Linked DNA regions of Gossypium hirsutum: region 2 is linked to region 1. Evidence: chromatin contacts called from public Hi-C data. All regions are on one chromosome and are shown on one strand. The core of a region is the stretch at or near the end of the contact, and the rest is flanking DNA. Distances in the headings are between cores, read along the strand shown.

Region 1 (6,953 bases), core at 2,989-5,488:
CATTATGCTATTACACCTCTATTCCATTCAACCAAACACAATATTACTATTACGCCTCTATTCCATTACATTCAATCAAACAGTTGATTTGCTATTACACCTCTAATCCAATACAGCGAACCAAACGCACCCTGAGTTTATGAAAACTCACATCCGTTGGTCTGCTCTGTTCAGGTAATCCACAGACTTAGGCGGATCGGTGTAGCGGAGTCTCACGTTGACCACAAGTTTGTGAACTGATTTTAAATAATGGTTTTTATTTAATTAAGGATCATTTCTGGGAGTTTTATAATTTATGGACTCTCCTGATTGTTTGGTTTTTATTTTGGGTTTGGATTTTTGTTTTGACTCTTTATTTGCGATGGTTGACTAAAAACACGGTTTTTACTAAAACAAAGGTTTTTGTAAATTTATGAGCTAGATTTTCAAAATATAACGATTTCTAGACTTCCGCTGTAAGTTATATTTTGGCAAATGAATTAATTAAATAACGTTATCAGTTATAGTTATAAAACTTGGATGATTTAACGAACACTATACAAAGTTTTATTGTAATAACACAGTTTTCACAAACCCCTTTTTTGTAACATCTCTAGATTCGACCATAACGTTTAGGCAGGGTATGGGGTGTTACACTTTCCAGCAATGCATGGAGATATATTATTAGGTAATAATTTTATATATCAACATTTACCATTTTCTATTGATAAAAAAATAATTATGTTATATGTAGAAAAAATTTCTGTAGAAATGCCATTAGTAGAAAATCATAAATTTGTTTGTGATAAAAACTTTACACCACCAAGAAAAGAACAAATTAAACAACTTGAAATAAGTCATTTGTTGTTTAAAATATTAGAAAATAATTTTAGTGAAGAACCATTAAAATTACGGCAAAATAGCCCTAGATATTGTGAAATTAAATTAGAAAATCCCAATAAAATTATTAGAGTTAAACCAATGGTCTATACTAAACAAGATGTAGATGAATTTGATATACAAATTAAAGAATTATTAGAAAAATGATTAATAGAAACAAGTAATAGTCCACATTCTAGTCTAGCCTTTATAGTTAGAAATCATGCCGAAATAAAAAGAGGAAAAGCTAGAATGATTATTAATTATAAAAGATTAAATCAAAATATTATTTTTGATGGATATTTTATTCCAAGAAAGGATGTTTTAATTAATCAAGCTAAACAAGTACAATATTTTAGTAAATTTGACTGTACATCAAGATTCTGACAAATCATGCTAATAGAAGAGTCCAAGCCTTTGACAGCTTTTAGCGCACCTAATGGACAATATCAATGGAAAGTAATGCCATTTGGATTATGTAATGCACCACAAATCTTTCAAAGATAGATGGATTCTATATTTAATAAACATAAAAAAATTTGTGTAGTTTATATAGATGATATTTTAATATTTTCAGACACATTAGAATTACATAGAAAACATTTAAATATCATTTCTCAAGAATTCATAAAACTACTAAGTCCTAAGAAAATAGAGCTAGAAAAAACCATAAATAGAATTCTTAGGATTAAAATTATCTGCAGATGGTCTTAAACTACAAGATCATATTATAATAAAAATAAAAGAATTCCTTGAAAAAATTAAAGATAAAAAGTAACTTCAACAATTTTTAGGAATTATTAATTATTCCTAACTTATCTGAAAAAATAGGTAGGTTATATGAAAAATTAAAAAAGGATAAACCTTTTATCTGGTCTAAAACAGACTCAAAAATTTTTCTTTCCATTTATTAAAAGATTTTTCTACATTTATTAAATTTATATTATTACGTATGATATATGAAGATGATTTTTATTATTATTTTCATCTTGAAATCAGTAGTCTTATTGGTATAGCTGAAAAAGAAAAATTTTATCAGCCATATCTAATTTGGATCATTAAAAAAATGTTTGAAGGTCCCAAACTTTCAGTAGTTAAGAAAAAAGACACTTGATAAAAAAATATTGACAAGTATTATAATAATCCCAATTATTATTTGATCCAAACAGGAATAGATTTAATGACCAAAGCCCAATATTTACTTCAACAAAAAACTTATAGTCTATGGACTGATGGAAAAAGAATATTGACATATGATCCTAGAAACACTCAGGATGATAGAGACGAAGAATCCATGCAACTATTAAAAAAGATAGCTGACATGGAGATTGATGATTTTCCATCACACATAATAGGAGAAATCAAGAATACGTGGGAAAATTGGAACTTACCAAGATTGTCAATAGATTCATTACAACTAGATGAAATGGAGGAAATGAATCTAGTTAATATCCAGACAAGATAAAAGCCAAGTGGAAAAAACCAATTAAGGAAGCAACTTGGGAAAACAACATCCAAGTAAAAATAAAAAAGGAAGCTACGTGGGAAAATGACATTCAATAGAGCAACTTGGGAAAACGACATCCATATGTAGACAAAAAAGGAAGCAACGTGGAAGCAACCATGCCAAGTCAATAATAAGACATTATCCTTATCAGAAAAACTGTGTGAGATTCAAAGAAAGTTAAATAGAGTTCAAAAATTTCTCTTATAAAAGGGAAATGAAGGAAGCCTAAGGGGACATCGAAAAAAAGTTTAGAAAACCTCTCTCTATCCACTTCTGATCCACCAACATCTCTTCATATCTACTTTTATCCACCAACCTCTCTTTCTTTGTAAAATTTTTTTTCCTTTCTACTAGTTTTATGTTGTAAATTTGTAATATTATCTACTGTCTCCCGTATCCTTTCAATAATTAATTTTGTTAAGAGATTATCATGAATTGTGGAGTATAGTGATTGGAAGGGATTTTTATGAGATGATGAGAGTTTTTCATGAATTATGGATTGTTTCATATGGGAGGTTGATATGTTTGTATCAGATTTATACTTTTTGTCATGCTTCTATTTTCTATTTATCAATGCTATCAAGTTTAGTGTTGTTTTTGTATTTTCAACTATTTTTTGACCAATTTTGATTTAGTTGTTTGCTCTTCCAGGATTACTATGTAATGTATGCTATCCCTATTCTTGATTTTTTTTGTTTAGTAAAAAATAAAAGACTGGGGGTTATATTCCTAGTATATTAGATATTTTTAATTGGTTAAAATATGATGTTAGTCTCTGAATTTTGTCAAAATTTGAGATTTAATCCATGTACTTAAAAAATTAAAAATTAAGTCCTCATATTTTTTATTTAAAAAATCACAGTCCAATCATTAAAATTTTAAGTATTTTCTGTTAAAATTTGTCAACTTAGAATTTTGATTAGGTTGTCATTATATAACATGACATATGATTGATTTTAAATAAACATGTTAAATTAATAAATTTTGACAGAAACTACAATAACGATAATGATTAAATTAGGATTTTTAAATTAAAAAAGTATGAGGATTGAATTTTTAACTTTTAAAGTAGATGCGCCAAATCTCAAATTATATATAAGTATAGGACTAACAAAATACTTTAACCTTTTCAATTTACTCCGAATTTAGTATATGCATTTTTATACGGATATGGCCATTATTGTGCTAATCCTACCCAGGATAAGCTCTTGGGTTTTGAGAATTACCAGAGGGCTCGGCCAGGCCCATCAAACACATTGGCCGTAGTTCAACTTTAAGTTAAATTTAGTTATTAGTCCCTGTACTTTACAAAGGTTGTGGATTTAGTCTATATACTTTAATTTGGTCATTTTAACCCTTCTACTGTTCAAATTTTAAAATTTCAAAACTCATCAAATGATAATTGTTAAATTCATTAAGTTATGCTATTTTCAAAATATGATGCGACAAACATATTATCATATGCGTAATGTTATGTAAGCTAGTTATTTCCACATATTATTCACTAAAAATATAATTAATGGATTAACGATTGTATTTTGCATAAAGATTGAAATTTCAAAATTTTAATAGTATAAAGACTTAGAATGATTATATTTGAGAATATGAACTAAATTTACAACTCTAAATGACTAGTAATTGAATTTAACTAAACAAATTTAATTGCTACTTTTTGGGGTCAAGACTAAAACTTTAAAATTTAAAAAGTAAAAGGAGTAGACTTGATCAATTTAAAGAATACAAAAATTAAAATTGATCAAATTAAATTTTAATGACTGAATCCATAACTTTCATAAATTACAGGGACTATAATAGCATAATTTAACCTTCACTTTGTTTCACATCTTCAACGTTGTTTTGTTATTGTTGTATACCAAATAAGAAAACGTGTAATGTTACTTGTTACAGTTTTGTCTTCTTTTTTCTTAGTTCACATTCTCTTACCCCAAATGAAATCATTCATCAAAAGACAGAGGAAATAGATAAGATAGAGAGGGAAGATGCCCGAAACTAGAGTTGAGGTACCAGAAATGGTGATGTTGGAGATTCTGTCAAAGCTTCCAGTTAAGTCCTTGACACGTTTCAGGTGCGTTTGTAAGCCTTGGTGTTCATCTTTTCAAACCCCTCATTTCATTACCAAACATCAGCAAAACAACCTCCACAACAACAACCTTAATCTCCTCCTCAAACGTTGTCTGGGTAACACCCGTGATGACATCTACTATTTCTCTCAACTTTCAACTGAGAAAGGCCAAAACTTTTCGGTACAACACAACATTCACTTACCCTTTTTCGAGGATTGTTGGTATGCCCCTGTGGTTTCAGGTCCTTGTAATGGATTGTTGTGTTTACATGATGCTGATAAGGTTGCCCTTTGGAACCCATCAACTAGAGAGTTTAAAACTCTCCCTCAATCCACAGTCCAACGCCCTCCTTCAGTAGATTCCACTAGTTTTGGTTGCGTTGGTATTGGGTTTGATTCTCAAAGTGGTGACTACAAAGTGGTAAGATTTGTTACTAATTATTTTGAAGAGAATGAAGATGAAGGGTTAATGGGTGATTGGAACCACCAAGTTGAGTTATATTCACTTAAAAGCGATTCATGGAAGGAGATTTCAGTTCCCGGGGTTCAACCTTATGGATCTCCTTTGTTTAATAATTACGTAAACGGGTTTTATTATTGGCAGGCAATTGGGGACTCTGAGTACCTTATTCTCTCATTTGATATGGTCAATGAAAAGTTTTCTGCTTTACCATTGCCTGAATTTGGTGGGTCTTTAGCTGAATACTATTTGGAACTTTTGGAATTCAATGGACTGCTTGGTGCTATTGTTTACCCAAGGGAAGGGACTGACAAATCTTTTGATTTATGGGTTATGAATGGATCATGGACTAAACAATTCAGTATTGAATCTCTTCCTAGAGTTGAGAGGCCTTTGGGGTTTTGGAAAAATGGTGAGTTGTTTCTCGAGAGCTCGGATCATGAACTTGTGTTGTTTGACCCCTCCACACGAGAGCTTAAAAGTCTTGGTATCCATGCTTATCAGGAAACGATGCAGATTATTGCTTATGTTGAGAGCTTGGTTCCAATCAATGGAAGATCAGAGCGCGAGGAACTTATAATACGTCGGCCGGCTGGAGACGCATCGGATTGATATTGAATATGAAAATGGAAGGAGACTACAACAAAAGAGGTAAGATTTCATGGGATTTTCTCTCTTGATATGCAATTTATGGCGACTATATTGTCTTTCTCCAAAAATTCTGTTTTTGTTCGTTCTATACGCAAGCTAAAGATGTTAGCCTCTGCCTTGTCTGTATGTTTTTTTGGTTGTTTCAGTGAATTTGCTAGATTTCTGCCTAGAGAATCAATTAGTTGTTAACTCTTATCTGCAGATCTAATAACCTGCACATACGATCTGCAAGTGCATATACATGCTGGATATGGTGTGCTTTTCATACACGAATAGTTGTTTAGAGAGCTAGATGTCTCGAATCGATGAATGTAATTTGATGTTGAACAATAGGAACTATTATGATGATGATCATGACTTATTGTCTGTACTTTTAGATCCAAATGAAACAGTGTAATTAGCTCAAATAATTTTGTTTTCTAGGAATCCACTGAATACAGATTGCTTGTCTGTGTGTTTTCTCCCACTTTTTTTATAATTTCCATTCCCAGTTGCTTGCCTATGCAACTTGGGGCAGCTTATACTATCATGAATCGTTATCAGCTAGTTTCTCATTTTTGCAGTGGTGTTGATGTATGGTTTTTGGACTAGAGCGTGTGTTGAGTACAGGTATGATGAATGGCTTTTAATGTATTTGGAGGATCATATTCTCATACCCGTATCTGGAAATCTAACACGAATACTAGATATGGGTGCTTAAAGAAAACTGAGATGTTGGAGCAAAATTGGCAGTGATATTTTTAAAATAGATAGTCCTCATGGCACCACAGTTGACTTATTACCTAGATTGGTGATCGTCCGTATCTAAAATGGTGCCTAACACTAGTTACGGATGCTTCAAGAAAAATGAAAAGTACAGAAAGAATCTTATGAGCTAGGTTGCTCTACTGTTCATTTATTCGCGTAGTCCATATTTTTATTCAACATAAATTCGAACATGAATACACGACTATGACCCTTCAAGGATGAAACTTCCAAATATTTGAAAAACTTCAAAATTAAATCTATCTGTATCAAAGTACTTAATTACTCAAATATGAAAGCATATGATATAACGGGGAAGAGATTGGATAAAGCAGATGGTTAAGGTGAGGGCTTAAATTCCAGGTTTTCTATATATACAGGGAAGCCGGGGTTCTTCATGATTCTTGCTTGTCATTGATTCAAGGATTACGTGTTTATTTTATTATAATTATCATGATCCAATGTTGATATATTAACCAATTAGACTTGCTCATGGGTCGGGTACCCAGCTCAACCCGAAGGCTCACCCGAAAATTGAGAGGGTTTGGATAAAAATATAGACTCGAAAAATGAGTTTGGGTAAAAAAAAAAAGATATTTTTGGCCTGAGTCCTGCCCGAATTCACAAAAGGACAAAAAATTGCTACTTTT
Region 2 (7,113 bases), core at 736-3,235, 160 kb after region 1:
AGACGAGTTATAATTCTTGAGTAAAGAACGTTGAGAAAATAATTAAGCATTATTTGCTTACAACGAGGGCAACCAATCGAAGACAGGCAAGGCTACTGCTATTTGCAGCAACATAATCTTCATACTCTGATTGGAGTAGTTGGCTTTGAGAAGTAGTTAGCACTAGAAGGTGCGAGTCACGGAGATCAATATGCGGGCTCCATGTTTGCCTGATCATGAAGATAATTCAAAGCAAACATAACAAAATAATCAAAATGAAAATTCAGGGACAATTCAATACACGAGATCACAAACAAGGATGTCATACTACAGCCTTCCAACTGCTATCAATGAAGTGACAAGCATTTTCAGTGAGAATCTGTCCGAGAGCATACAAGTTGAAACCAACCAAAAAACGTAGATATTGTATTTAAGAAGGAATGGGATGAACAAATATCTCCTATGGTCCAACAGGAAAGACACAGAAGTAGAAGCTGTTAACCAAAAAGAGGATTACCTAATGTCAATTGCCAGAACATCTGGATTGCTTCTGGTCGGAGGAAGAGAATAATTTGGTGAAAAAACCTGATAAAAACAGAGCAATATTGTACACATTATCCATCAAACACGTACTTTTTTTATGTATGCAAATTAAAAGAAAAGGGCTAAAAACAACCCCAACCTGTTTGCATATTTCGCAAGTTATGTCACCTTTCTTGTTGCACCATCTTTGAATGCACTTCCTGTGAGCAAACTGAAACAAAAATGTATACACAATAAGTTAAAAAGATACTTCAAACATTTAAAACTACAAACCCATCTTAAACCGGATAACCATATAAACAACCTATGGTTTTCCATATATGTCGGATACAGGACACTGAAACTTTAGGAAAAATGAAGTTAGGTATTGGCTATATGAGTACCTAGTAGAAGTCATGCAAATGCAAAGAAGAAAAGGAAACAGGTAAGAATATACTCTCTTTTCTTTTAAAATCTTTTACAAAAATAGAAAAAGAACACCATTTGAAATTTTCATATTGAAGCTTAGGAAATAACGTATGAAGAAAGAAAAAGTCAAAAGGAAACTCAAACAAGGCATATGCTAATGCCAAGAAATGCTCGCATTCCAAAACCAATAAAACTACCTAGAAAACATCATAGCACCATTGCTACAAAACTGAAGCCCAACAAAGCCGGCCCCTAAAAAAGCCCGGTTTTAGAATTAGCAATAAGTTGTGTATTTTATTACTATTATTAAATTGTATAATGCAATAAGCCAATAACAAAGAACCATCACTAGAGCTACAAAGTCAAAGGAAAAGCCCCAAAAGGAAAAGAAAAAAAAGTACCAAAGCATAAATAATTTTTTTTTTATATTTTTTACAACTACTCCTCTCCTAACCACAAAAAAAAAAAAAAGGAGCTTGGCAAGACCAATGAAACATACGATCAGAGTCATCTAAATCATACAATCAAAAAACCCAGAAATATAAACTTAAAACTTTAAAAACAGAAGGCGAGAAAAACCCAGAAAAGTAAAGACCTTGAGTGTGCCACTGCAAGCACAAGGAGCTTCCAAAGAAAGCAAATCATCTTCCTCTTGGCATATCCTACACTCCACCACCTCTTTCACCTTCTTTGAACTATACCCAGTTTTTCCATCTCCTTCTTTTCCACCATCACCATCACCACTTGCTTTCGTCATAGGAAAATCAACATTAGTATTCCCAGCAGCTGTATTTGAGTTTGGTTGTCCTTCATTCACTGAAGAAGACTCAAAACAAGTTGCAGATGCTATAATTTTGTCGACACATACCATGAAATCATCCACCATTGTTTTCTTCCCTTCCTTTCACTTTCTCCCTAATGTACTTTTTTGGGGTTTGAATGTACAGTTTTTTTCTTTTTTAATAAACGGAAAGAGAGAGAGAGAGTGGAGAAGTGGGGAGGGTTTTAAAAAGGTGGTGTGTTGGCGGAATTTACGAAAGGGACCAACTTATGTTTTGTTTGACGAAAATGACCTTTGGTTGGGTTTTTATTATCGAGTTTGTCCCAACTAAAATATGTTGCCGTACCTAAACGGTTGTACAAGCTTTGGTATTGTAGGTGGTGGTCAGCTTGGAGCCTTGGACCAAACCATTTAACTTCGGCCAAGTGCAATTTATTGCTATTAGCATGCCGGTTCGGTCCGGGCGTAAACTCAAAGTCAAGTTCCAGTTTCCGTGAGTAAAATTCAAATATTTAAATGGGTAAATTATATTGTCCATCACTTAATTTTAAAAAATTATAAAATAATTCTCCGGATTTTTTTTTATTACCAACCATTTACTAGGGAATGGAAAGGCATGTGGCAAATATAAAAATTAAGATGATAACAACTTCAACTTTTAGCATTCACATGATTTTGATTCCAAAAGATTAGTCCTTAATATTTACACATTACATAATTTAGTCTAATTATAAAAATTAAAAAAAATAACTTTCAATCTCAAGATTTCAAAACTTATATTTTTATATATTTTTTAAATCACTAGTTTTTCAATAATAAAATCTAAGTTTTGAAATTTTGACTACATTATGCAAAGTGTAAATAATAAGACCAATTTTTAAGAATCAAGACTAAATTCGTTACTGCACCAATCTTTATAACTGCCAAGTCATCTTTTAATTATCTAATTAACGGTTGACGACCAAAAAAGATAAACTTGATTTATTAATTGATCATTTTGTAATTGAGTGAGTTTATCCTATTTAATTAGTAAAATATCATTAGTTAAACTTCAAGCATTTAAGTTGAATTATAACTCAATTTTGACGTAAATTTAATCATTATTTAGGATGGGTAATGAATTCTAAAAAACAATTTTAAAATCGGAATCCAACTCCAACTTCTTAAACAAATACATGAAAGTTTCATCATTCATCTTTGATTAAATTTGAAACTAGATTAATGGACCCTATCCAGTTAACAGCACAAATTATTTTTTAAATTCTATCTTACATGTAATATTGCTTTAATTTCTCTAAATTACTAAATTTTTAGATAGAAATTATTCAACTATCGATTTTTTTATCAATTCTATACATATGAACCTATTAACTTTTAGGTCAAGGATTTAATGACAACATTGTAATTGTAATTCAATTAGATTAATCTCTCGATTTTTATAAAATACAATTTAACAAGTCATTTTCTTTTAAAGTAAGAAAAATATAAAAATAAAAAATAATTGTGGATGAAATAATTTTGAGTAGGGAATATGTGTGATCATGTTAATTTGGATTGAAGTTTTTCAACAAAACTAACAGAAAATAAATAAAATAAAATATGGGTGCTAGGAAAATCAGACGTGGCAAGTTGGGTGGAGATTTGTTAAGATAAGGGAAGCTTGATTAAAATTTACAACAAATCAATGGATTCTTTTCCTTATTTTTATTTGGTTTTGTCAACTCTCTCTAGTTGATGTATAGTTGATGGGAGGATTTATTAATGGTGAGTTGGAAAATTGTTGGAGAAGGATGCTGCAAGTGGGGCTTGAATCAAAATTATTATGTCTTTTTTTTTTCTAAATGTTAAATTATTGGAATTGAGAACAAATTGGATAAGGAAGAAAAACAAAGTATCTCCTCGCATATAATTTTTATTAGAATAAAAATATTTTAAAATCCCAATATATTTGTCTATATATTTTATATTTTATATTTTATATTTTATATAAACGCATAACTTTTTGAACTAATCAATATATTATTTCTTTTCTTATGGAAAACGATATTATTAAAAAATGAAATAAAACAACAAAATAATGAGGAAAATTAAACCCGAATTATTAGGCTTCCTCAACCCATCGAGATCTAACTCCTTCAAATTCTATGTTGACATAAAATAAATTATTCGAAGACCAACACTCAATCAAATAATAAGGGGAATGTTCCAAATAACTCGGGTTGCAAGTAATAAGACAACTTTTGCGAGACAATGAGCCCCATTATTTGTATCCTGACATATCCAATAAAAGGATAGAGCTTGAGAGCACAAAGCATCAACAACCACTTTGCAATTCGATTCAATAATATTATCAAGACACAAGCTCTTAAGCCACAAAAGAGCTTCTCTAATATATAGCCATAACCTCAGCTTGAACAAGTTCAAACATTGCAAAAATAGAACACATGACTTTTGATAAAATTTCCATCAGAATCTTGAATAATAGTAGCCAAACCTGTCTGATTATGGTATTTAGAGTTAGAGGCATCCACATTTTATTTTAGCCAACCAAAAGTTGGTATTTTCCAATGAGAAGTGTTGAGGCAGTTTTTGAGCAGTGCCTTAATCAATGCCAATTGTGTAAGAGCCCAATTTTCAGTGCTATCAGAAATAATGATTTTGGATCACTAAATCCAACAAGTAAGCTTGAAAATTTAATAAATTAATAATTATGGGTCAAGTGTGAATTTATAAGAATTTTTGAATTAGTGAATTTTGTGATTTAAAAAAAAGAATTTAATAGGTAAATCGGGTCTAAAATGAGGTATCGAGACCTCGAATCCATAATCTGACCCATAAATATTTTTATAAATATTTATGAAGTGCCATTGAGTTAGTATTAAAGTTTCATTAGAAAATTTTAACGTTTTGGCCGTCAATTAATTAAAAACGACTAAATTGAAAAGATGTAAAACTTGCTAAAGTGATTAAATAGCCTAACAATTAAATAAGGAAGGACTAAAAGATAAAGTGGACCAATTTAAGTGGCTGAGGCGGCATACTGTTAAAAAAAATCAAAGATTTTTATGTATTTAAGGACAAAATTAGAATTACAATAAAGTTTATGTGGCCAAAATTTATTTTAAGGATTTCAAGACCATTTCTTCTTGAAATTTTGGTGGAAAACAGCCATGGAAAAGGGTTGAGAGCTGATCTTTCACATTTTAGCTTCAATTAAGTTCAATTCTTGTTTTTCCCTTGAGATTTTTATATTTTTGGACTTTTACAATTAGGTCCAACTTAGTATTCTATTAGTTTTTGATTTTTTTTGAAAGTTTTGGAAGATATCATTGATAATTTCGTATGATTTTTGTTATTTGGTGATGAAATTAAGACGTTAATGGATGTTTAAAGGTGTTTTATTAAAGAATTTTGGATGAAAATATGTTTTAGGGATTAAATTGAAAAGTATTGAATTTGTGGAAAAATTCTAAAATTTTAAGAAATCCATGGACTGTTATTGATATGTATGAGAATGATTAGGCTTGGATCAAGGTTTAAATTAAAAGAATTTCATTTTACGAGCCTAGGGATGAAATTGTTATGTGTTAAAAGTTTAGGGTCAAAATGGTAATCAATATATTGCACTAAAACAGTTTTGGGCAACAGCAGTGTGCCAACTTTGAAAAATCACCAAAAATCGTTGGAATCGAATTAGAAGATGAGTGAAATATGAAATTAAAGCTTATTCAATCTAGTTTCTCATAGAAGAAACGGTGTAAGTAATGAAATTGTAAATCATGAGATATAATAAATTTTGTGAGACAGAGTCAGAATAATTTCAGAATCCCTTGTTCTGACTTTGGAAAATTATTAAAAATTTTACAAAATTAATTATGGGTTAAAATTTATATTTTTAGAATCCTGAACGAGTCTATTTTAATGATAAATAAATGAGAATACCATCCGAATTTTGTACAATGAGATAATAATTTTTTAGTGAACAGAGGTCAGAACTGTCAAGCAGTACAACAGGGGAAAATTAAAAGAATAAACTGTACTTATTGGATCAGTCAAAAATTCTGGAATTTTTATGGTAATAAGATATATGAAGCTAGTTTTATGGAAAATTAACATATTTTAATTTGGAGCTCTGTAGCTCTAGAATAAAATAATTTATTTACTCTGACTCAGATGAGCAACTTTAAATTTACATATAAGTGAGTAATGACATTATGTATAATGTTATTAAGCGTGTTATATACATTAAGGATGTAGAATGGAGAGGAGGAAGAGGACAATAAAATATATGAATGAATTTTGTATAAATGGTTATATGCTCGATTATAATCGGTTAATGGTAAATTGAATGGTAAATACGTATTGGTATTGAAAGAATTATTGCGGTATTGAAAAGCAATTGATCAAACGTTTAAGAAATTTAGTCATGGTATATATATGTGTGTGTGGTAATTTTGATATATGGATGTATTTTGGTTGTGGATTGATCATGATGATAAAGATTAGGTATATTTGGTCTATTAAGTGACATAATTGAGAAGTATGATAGGTGGGTCATTCTATGTGTGAGATGATGGTATAATTTGGCTTGGTTAAGTAAGTTAAAAGGATGATTACATCATTGAGGTTGCACTGATTAATTCGGTTTATGTGATGGAAATGTCAAGTACGTTTGTCTTTGATGCGTGATGATTATTTAATGCCATGAAAATTTGTTTATTGGTGAGGTTTAAAATGTATCTATATTTTGTTATATAACTTGTTTTGCAATTTATTTGACAAATGATAAAAATTAACTCGGTTACTATGTTTCATCAATTTTCAATGTTTCATCAATTTTCATACAATGAAAATTCAAATCATATTCACATCAATAACAAACATTTCAAGCATTTAAGAATATAATTCAAGTTACACGAACTTACCTCGATACTTGTTCGTAAACAAAAATCTACTAATCCCTAACTTTTTCTTTTCCTCGATCTAGCTTCGTATTTGAATTTTCTGGATCTAAATAAATAAATTTAATCATTAATCTAATATATTTCATGTTCATATGTAACATTCTCTATAATTCCATTATTATTTACAGGGCATTCAAAGCTGTCTCATTGAGTCATAGTCACTAAATTATTTATATCTTGAGCTAAGGAAGTCCAAATTAATATCTGCTAATTTTCCCCAAAACTAGACTCACATATCTTATTACCATAAAATTTTTAGAATTTTTGGTTAGCCAATAAGTACAGTTTATTCTTTAAAGTTTCCCCTATTTCATTGTTCGACAGTTCCAACCCCTCTTCACTAAAAATTAATTATCTCATTGTACAGAATTCAGATGATGTTCTCGTTTATTTATTTTGAAAATAGATTCGTTAAGAATTTTAAAAATATAAATTTAT

What was found. A called contact is a pair of places that touch in the nucleus more often than the background predicts.
Region 2: a contact with region 1 is called in a Hi-C map of leaf, with 2.4 times the contacts expected there. The contact joins the promoter of LOC107914613 here to the promoter of LOC107914609 in region 1. A contact is called at or near these places in 2 of 34 Hi-C or Micro-C datasets (hypocotyl and leaf).

The regions. Positions count from the first base shown.
Region 1 is chrD10:21,543,265-21,550,217 of Gossypium_hirsutum_v2.1, forward strand. It overlaps LOC107914609 (F-box/kelch-repeat protein At3g06240), which reads left to right and starts at 4,239. Exons shown (of 2, transcript XM_016843561.2): 1 at 4,239-5,559; 2 at 6,123-6,953. The coding sequence starts at 4,366. The coding sequence ends at 5,520.
Region 2 is chrD10:21,704,342-21,711,454 of Gossypium_hirsutum_v2.1, forward strand. LOC107914613 reads right to left here and starts at 1,986. Exons shown (of 7, transcript XM_016843566.2): 1 at 1,526-1,986; 2 at 662-733; 3 at 497-564; 4 at 62-209. The coding sequence starts at 1,816.